Linked DNA regions of Mus musculus: regions 1 and 2 are each linked to region 3. A link is a contact called in public Hi-C and promoter capture Hi-C data. All regions are on one chromosome and are shown on one strand. The core of a region is the stretch at or near the end of the contact, and the rest is flanking DNA. Distances in the headings are between cores, read along the strand shown.

The links. Promoter capture Hi-C pulls out the DNA fragments that hold promoters and counts their contacts. A called contact is a pair of places that touch in the nucleus more often than the background predicts.
Region 1: a contact with region 3 is called in a Hi-C map of pre-B cells, with 4 times the contacts expected there. The contact joins the promoter of Nlk here to the promoter of Ksr1 in region 3. A contact is called at or near these places in 5 of 39 promoter capture datasets (cranial neural crest, hippocampal neurons, liver and 1 more), 1 of 484 Hi-C or Micro-C datasets (pre-B cells), 2 of 115 datasets of contacts at active chromatin or transcription factors (CD8 T cells and embryonic stem cells) and 1 of 9 other capture datasets (liver).
Region 2: a contact with region 3 is called in a promoter capture Hi-C map of neural stem cells. The contact joins the promoter of Rab11fip4 here to the promoter of Ksr1 in region 3. A contact is called at or near these places in 6 of 39 promoter capture datasets (cranial neural crest, frontonasal cranial neural crest, liver and 3 more).

What each region holds. Positions count from the first base shown.
Region 1 is chr11:78,696,113-78,698,812 of GRCm38.p6, forward strand. Nlk (nemo like kinase) reads right to left here and starts at 1,313. Exons shown (of 11, transcript NM_008702.3): 1 at 1-1,313. The coding sequence starts at 154.
Region 2 is chr11:79,589,871-79,592,570 of GRCm38.p6, forward strand. It overlaps Rab11fip4 (RAB11 family interacting protein 4 (class II)), which reads left to right and starts at 1,342. Exons shown (of 15, transcript NM_175543.3): 1 at 1,342-1,564. The coding sequence starts at 1,406.
Region 3 is chr11:79,145,153-79,147,852 of GRCm38.p6, forward strand. It overlaps Ksr1 (kinase suppressor of ras 1), which reads right to left and starts at 1,321. Exons shown (of 19, transcript NM_013571.3): 1 at 903-1,321. The coding sequence starts at 1,127.

The DNA of each region.
Region 1 (2,700 bases), core at 63-2,562, 450 kb before region 3:
GGTGTTGAGGGTGGTGGTGGTGGTGAAGGTGAGGAGGAGGAAGGTGTGGAAGGTGGTGATGATGGTGGTGGTGGTGACCTGCTGCAGCTGCAGATGTACCGCCATTGTAAGCCGCCATCATTTTTGCGTTGGCTCTTGTGCCACAAAGAGACATTCAAAAAAATGCCCTTTGATTGGAAAGCAAACTGGGTCAAGCTGTCATTTGGCCATTTAAAAAAATGAAGAAAAACCACTCACTCCACCTCAAAAAACATAGAGCGGAACTGGCTTTATGTCTTCATCGGTCAATCCAGACAAGTTTGACAATCTTGGGTGTTCGATTTGGGGGTGAGAGTGTGTGGAAGGGTATGGGTTGTCAAAATAAAAGTTAAGAACATAAAATAAGAAGAAAAAAAAAAGGAAAAGAAAAAGGGAAAAGGGCCCCTTCCCCCCAGGATTCCTGCCACAAGTGGATACTAAAACTCCATTCTTAATGGGGGGGAGGTTCCAACTTTGAATGTGGGAATAAAGGCCAAACCTCCCGACCCCCTGAACTCCGCACACGAAAAGGATCTGGTAACACGCCACCCTTGGAATCTTGTAAGAGGGTTGACTCATCTACCCCTTCCATTCCCACATCCTTTTCTAAACACCTCCCACCTCCTCAAAAACACAATTAAAAAAAAATTCCAACCACTCTAAATCAAAAAAGATGAGGGGAAATTATCAGGGAAACCAGCTTCCAGCTTCCCTCCCCTCGAACTCTCAGGCCTTCCTACATCGCCCCCTACTCCGAGTCTGGTTGACCTGATTGGGGGGACTGAGGAGATGTACCAAACTTTCCTAGGCAGAATGAGCCAGGGAAGGAGGCTGGAGGAAGAGAGTGAGGCGAAGAGGCGACAGGCAGGACAGAAGAGGAGAGAGAAAACCCCGGCAAAAGTGAAGGGAAGAAGGTGCAGGGAGGGAATGAAAGAGCGGTGGGCAGTACTCGGACGCCCAGACACAGGGAACCGCCCCGGAGGAGGTTAGGGTCCCGGGGCCAAAGAATAGGAGCCCCGGGAAGCGGGCGGGGGACGGTCGGAAGCAGGCTGACTCCTGCCCCCGCCGCCGCCGGCTTGTGCTGAGGAGGGTTGGGGGGGAGAGCGGGTGGGTCCCCCGCGCGACGGCCCCTGCAGGGCTCAAGGCTGCTCCGTCTCCCCCCCTCCCCCCCACCCGGCTTCCGTGCCCACGGTCGCTTTCTCCACAGCCGCCGTGACCGCTTTCTCTTCAGCCGCCGCCTTCTCAGCCGCCGGTGCCGCCGCGGCCGGACTCACCTCCCCTAGCAAAGCCGGATAGAGCGGAGCCAGCGGCGGACACGCGCAACCAGCCGCCGAGGCCCCGCCCCCGCCTCACACTGACCGGCTGCCCTAGCCAATCCACGCCCACCTGTCCGCGTCCGCCTCCAATCCCTGGCCGGAAGCTTCAGACAGGCGCACTGGTCGACCAGTGGCAACCAGGTGTGGGTCTCCTGGGGAAATCCCGCCCCCGGTTCAGGATGGGCAGACAGACAGACCAATAAAAAGGCAAATCTTGGCCTGACCGACAAGACTGAAAGCCAATTAAAAATCAAAAATCTCCGTGACTTTTTTTTTTTTTCTTTCGCCTCTCTCCTCTTTTCTTTTTCTTCTTTTATTTTTTTTTTATTTTTTTATTTTTGGAAAGAGCAGGAAGCTGCGTGCTAATCCCGCCTGCAAGAGCTAGAAGAGAGGGGCGGAATGAGGAAAAAAACCAATCACGAGCCAGGAACAAAGAACAGAGAAACCAATCCTTGGGTTGAAGACTAAGTGGGATGGAACTGAGTACAAATAGATATATAATTGGACAAATGGGGGAAAAAAGATTGACATAGGTCCCGCCTTTCGTATGTCCCATTGGATAGCATTGTGGAGAATTTGCTGTCATATCGGAGACGACATCTTCAGGAGGCGGGGCTAAGAGAGAGGTGTGGTTTTGATGTGGGCGGGACTTAGGCGGAGAAGGCGGAGTCTAAATTATCACTGGTCCATTGATAGGAGCCATCTACAACTCTTTCTAAGGTACAAGATATGGGAAAAAATAGAAGGAGCAAAAAGGCATGTTAAGCTTCAAAAACTCAAGGTTTCGTAATACGAAACAAAGTAGACTCATCAGTTAAGCTTGATTTTGACCAAAAAGAGGCTTTATTTTCAGTATACCAAGACTGCAAAATTTATACAAATTAAAAACCAGGGGAAAAAAAAAACACGTTAAAGCCCCTAAACAGTAATAATCTCCCAAAGTTTTCTGGTCAAGTAAGTTCCATTCATTGAAATTTTACTAGAAGAACATCATTCTTTGATATTACTTTGCTTAACCTAAATTTATTCTTAAATACTAGGCTAACAGACATTCTTTTCAATAAAACTGTGTATCAAAACCTAGAGGCCATTTTTGATTCCTCTTTTGCCTGTCCACTCTTCCCTTTCCTATCAAGAAAGTAGTCTTAAACACCTTTGAGCTCCTCTCCACTTCTACTCCTCAATTTGCATTACCTGACTGTAACACCAATAGTGTATTTAATGCATCTCCCTGCCTACAGCTCCCTGATGGGCTGTTGAGGACATAGTAAACTTTTCAGCTCCCATCATCTGTAAAAGGTGAAGTACTGCCTGTAAAATTGTTGGTTAAACCAAGAAAGAAGGCATAGAGAAATTTCAGCAGAAA
Region 2 (2,700 bases), core at 92-2,591, 440 kb after region 3:
TTGCAGCTCCCACCAGGGGGCAGGCCCCAGCTGCAACCTGCTTTCCATTTATCATTCATTCATTCATTCATTCATTCATTCATGTGTTAGTACCTCACAGAGAGGCATCCACCTACCAAGAAAAGAAAAACAAAAACAAAAACAAAAATCACTTTTCAGGACGGTACACCTCCCCTCTCTAGTGGTTGACTCCATGAACACGGTAGACTCTGATCCTTAAAGCCACAAGGCTTTCTTCCCAGGGAGATTGGACCTCTGGAAGAGTAAAGCATCAAATGGGGGGACAGCCTGGCTCACCCTTGGAGTCCTGACTCCAGGGGAGACTAAGCAGTCGCCACTCAGGACATCCATATTTAAGACTCATCCTGAAGACCAGAATGGAATTGGAGGCTCAGAGAGGGAGGCCCTGTGTGGTCCTTGTGCCAAACTGGGTACAAGTCCCCTGCACTCCCTGTTCACACCACTGAATTGCTCTGGGCTCACACTTGACCAGAGATCAAAAACATGAGGACACTAAGACATAGCATAACCCTTAGAGTTTCCCACCATGCACACCCTAGCAAAGTTTTAGAAATGCATGGGGATTTGGAAGAAGGGCTCAGAACTGAGGTGAGACAGACTGAGGAAGAAGCCTGCGCATATCTGGGGGCTCAGGCAAGGTCTGTGCTTGAGTTGGGCGCAACCACTCCTAAGTGGTCTGTTGTGCTGAACAAGGTTGATGGGTAGACGGGAGACTAGGCTTGACCTCTGCTCAGTTGAACTTCACTAGGAGAAGGCAAAATTGGTTGGGTCGTCCACACCCAGGATGGAGTCCCGAGCTCTGAGAGGCTGCCAGCAAAATAAGAGAGGACAGGAGCTACGGGTTCCCAAGCCACCGGTGTTTCTGGGCCCTGTTGACACTAAGCCTAATGGAAGACACTTCCTCCCACCACCACTTCTAGTCCCCTCCACCCGCCACCATTCTAAGGTTCCCTGCTCCTCCACACTGCGCCCATCCCTTTCCTTCAACAAGCGGAACGGCTTCTCAGGGGTCTCCGCTTCCAGGGAAGCGAAAGCAGCAATCGAATACTAGGCAAGGAACACCTGCAACACCCAGCGCTGACAAAGGACGCGGCCGGTGCACACTGGCTAGCCGCGGGGTGCACGGGCCGCGCTGAGTTCCAACCACCCCCCACCCCCCAACTCCAGCTCAGGTCTAGGAGGGGCGGAGCCTGGGGAGGCTCGGGTCCTTTTGTCTGCAGCCCCGCCCCGCCCCGCCCCCACGCGGGCCCGCGGCGCGCGGCAGACACGAGCGGCTGACACGAGCGGCCGCCGCGGGCGGAGGCTGCGCGCCGCAGACCCGGGCGGTGCGAGCGCGATGGCGAAGGCGGCAGCGCGGGGCTTGGGCTAGCTGCCGGCGGCGCGGATGGCGGGTGGCGCGGGCTGGGCGGGCGCCCCCGCGGCTCTGCTGCGCTCCGTGCGCCGCCTGCGCGAAGTGTTCGAGGTGTGCGGCCGCGACCCCGACGGCTTTCTACGCGTGGAGCGCGTCGCGGCGCTCGGCCTGCGCTTCGGGCAAGGAGAGGAGGTAAGGAGCTCGGGCGCGTCCCCGGGCCGGGGAAACCGCAGGGACCCCGCGCAGTCACATTCCGGGCCTCTCTGTGGATCACATGGCATGCCCGCGGTGGCCGGCCGGCCCACCTGCCGTTCCCCCTGGTCTGTCTCCAATCCCCCTTGATGTTTGGGGAGGGGAAGAGGTGCCCTTAAAATCCAGTCTCTGAGCACCCCCTCCCACACACAACCAAGTCACAGGGCTATGTGTGCACCGTGCCAGGCCTACGGGTGACAGGGATAAGCAGGGATGTTCTGCAGTCTCTGGTCCTTAGCTGTACCTACCCAACCTAGAAAAGAAGGGATGTCTGCTCCGGGCCACCCTGGATTCTGGTCCAGTTCCTGGTGACCTTCCACTCAAGCTAAATGGGCAGGCCTAGCTGGCAGCAGACTGTGCTGGCTGCAGAGGGCCAAGCAGGACCAAGCCGGGAGTGGTTAGCTGAGCCTCTGGTGTTGGTGTTGGGCCGCATGGGTGGCAGAGAGCAGAATTGTGGGTACTGTCAGCCAATGTGAAATGGCAGGGTCTGAACTGCCAGTGTGTAACGAATACCTATGCGTTGGGCTAGTGTCCTCCTGCCATCCTCACAGGGGCTAGTATCCGTGTCTGAGAGAAGGGCAGGACACCGTGTTAATGAAACCCTGCAGTGTTGAGCGTCTCTGGATTCAAAAGACCTGGTTGAACTTTGGGTTTCTAAGGTCATCTGAGACCCTCTGGGCCTTGGTTTCAACTGCTGTACTGGATGGCAAGTGGGAGGTGATGACAACCCCTTTCTAGGTGGCTGGGCACTCGCCAGAACCTGGAAATCCCCGAGAGCAGGAGGTGGAGGAGGGAGGCAGGTGTCAGGTGTGAGGACTCTGGTCCCCAGTCTCAGACAGCTTACTACTGCAGTTCTCCTTAAAGTCCTTTATCTCCTCTCTGGTTTGCTCGGGAGCATCTCCTGCTGCTACCTCAGCCTTTCTTCTACAGAGGATGCCAGCGTCCCACTTCTTGGCCAATACCTTCTACCTGAGCAGGCTGAGCAGCCCAGGAGGCTACAGGCTGCTGGTGTGGAGAATTCTCCTTGCTTTGGGCGGAAACCTGGGATCCAGAATCAGAAAACCTCAGGCATGGGG
Region 3 (2,700 bases), core at 71-2,570:
TCCAGTCTCTGGGCAAAAGCAAGTTGGGAAGGCACTAGTTTCCCCCCCAATGTGTAAGGGGGTGGGGGAGCGTCCCCTTCTGAAATGCCAACCACCTTTCTGGCTGGTTCTTCCAAATCGTTTTAATGCTGCACTTCCCAACTGTATAATTTGAGAGAAGAGAGCTCACACATCTTGTTTCCTCATTGCACTCCAGGTTATCTCTGTCAGCAACCCCCTTAAGTAGCCTGTTCTTACCAAAGGTTCCCTTCCCCAGTATAATCCTTCCTAGGCCAAAGCTCAGTGTTTGGGGTGGAGTAGGGAAGTCAAAGGGTAATTTCATTTTAAGCAGTGAACCGCTGTGACATCTCCAAAGACAAGCACCCCAACGCCTGAACAGCAAAAATGCTGTTTCAGCAAACACTTTTTGAAAAGCGGCAGAGACCTGGTGGAAAGGAAAGAAACGGACAACAAGGAGAGTGGGGAGTGAGGGGAAAGTCAGTGCCACCGATCGATCGACGCTCACACTTCAAGGGACGTCCCCCACATCGCCCCAGCCCACGCTACCGGACTTAAAGCACACGGAGAAAAGACCGGCGCGTGATTCAGTGGGACAATGACTACTGTGGGCACTGGAAATAGGGTGAAGGCGGAAAGGGGTTTGCAGTGGGGTGCCCTGTGCATCCTACTCGGCACGCTGGTCTTCGAGACTCGATCCAGTTCCACGCTAACACCCCCCTCCCCTAAATTCTTCCAAAGTGAGAGCTGGTCGTAGGTCCTCACGCTGCCGCATCAGAGAGCTCGGGAAAGGGAGGAAGACTCCAGCCAGCAACCCCGCTGCAGGATGCAACTCGGGAAGGAAAGCAGTGGGGCGGCTCCCGGGCCACCGCCGGGTCCGGACGTGGGGCGCAACGGCCCCTTACCTCTAGGGTCCGGATCTCCTGCTGTGTGAGGTCGTTAGACACTGAGCACTTGGTGCGCAGCCCGCGCAGACTGCCGATGGAGATATCGATGAGCTTCTGCAGCTGGCCGCACTGCTGCAGCGCCCGGCTGACGGCGGCCCCTGCGCCCCCGTCCGCCGCGGCGCCCCCGCCGCCGCCCTCCTTTTTCTCGCCCATCGCTGCCGCGCGCAACGCCGCTCTATCCATGCCTCGGCATCGGGGCCGCTGGGGGCCGAGGCGAGGAGCCCGGGGACACGGGCGCCTCGGCAGGAAAGCCCCGAGCCAGGAAGGCTGCACTAGGAGCGCCCCTTGGCGCCGCCTAAGCCTGCAGTCCCGAAAGCCTGCTGCCCAGTCCGCTCCTCCTCCCGCCCAGACGCGGCGGCAAAGCGAAAGCCTCCACTACCCGACGGCTGTGGTTGTTGGAGCCTTTAAGCGACAGCGGGGGCCGGATCGGGGCCGCGACGCATTCTGGGACTTGTAGTCCGCGCATCGCATCTGCTTTCTGGCCCGCGCCCTCGGGGCCCCGCCCGCACTTCGGCCCCGCCTGACGTCTAGAAGGGGCTGCTCTGCGCCTGCTCCAATTCGTGCGCGTCGTGGTCTAGGGAGTTTGATTCCTTTACCCCCATCTCCCACTACTACACCCTTCTCACACACGCAAGCGCACACACATCAGTAGCTTTCCGAGACTGGCGAATGGGGTGGGGAAGGGGCTGATGGCTCAGACCCAGATAACCCCTGTCTTGTAGGATATTGAGGGTCCTAAAATTTTTGTATGAGTTTAGGGGTTACCATGTATGGGAATGCGCTAAAAGTGTAGCTCAGCGGCAGAACATTTGCCAGGCAAACACAAAGCCCTAGGTTTGATTCCCCAACACTATCAAAAGAAAAGAAAAAGAAACACCCACCTTCATCAAAATCTCACAACACCCGACGAGGCTGTGTTTGTGTTCACATAGAGCTTGACCCTGAATTGTCACACCAAAGTTACTGTGCAGGCAAGGAGAAAGGACTTTCTTCTGTGTTCTATTTACTCAACAAAATAAATTTAGTGCCCCCCATACCCTGTAGATGCCACATGGGCAAAATATTAATTTGTTGAACAGTTCTAAGAGTTTCGAGCCAGAGAGAACCTGGGTCTACCCAGTATGTGAACTTGGACAAATAGCTTTCCTCTGAGTGCCCAAGTTTCCCCTTCACATCAAATAGGGTAGTCATAGCCATCTAGTCTAGAGGGTTTCTTTAAAAAAGTTATGTTTCTAACAGCACCCATATTAACTGCTGGCATGTGCGATCAAGTATACATGCTAGCTCCTTTCTAACTTCACACTATCTAGATGAGACCCTGAGCCTCAGCAGTCAGTGGTCTTAGCAGTGGTGTTTCCCAGTCTGCCCTAATTTAAGCTTTACCACACCTGCTCATTCTCCTCTCCCATCAGTCCACCTCACATGTTCTAGCAATAAAAATGAAGTGAAAATGAGCCAGGTGGCAGTGGCACTCTGGAAGCAGAGGCAGGAGAATCTCTGTGAGTTCCAGGCCAGCCTGGTCTACAGAGCAAGTTCCAAGACAGCCAGGGCTACACAGAGAAACCCTGTCTCGAAAAAAGAAGTAAAAACTGAAGTCAAGTGTACACACTTTTAATCCCAGCACTCCAGAGGCAGAGGCAGGAGGATCTCTGTGAGTTCAAGACCAATCTGGTCAAATAGTGAATTCAAGACCAGCTTGGGCTACATATATAGTGAGGTCTTGCCTCAAAAACAGTGTTGGGTTAGACAGATAGCT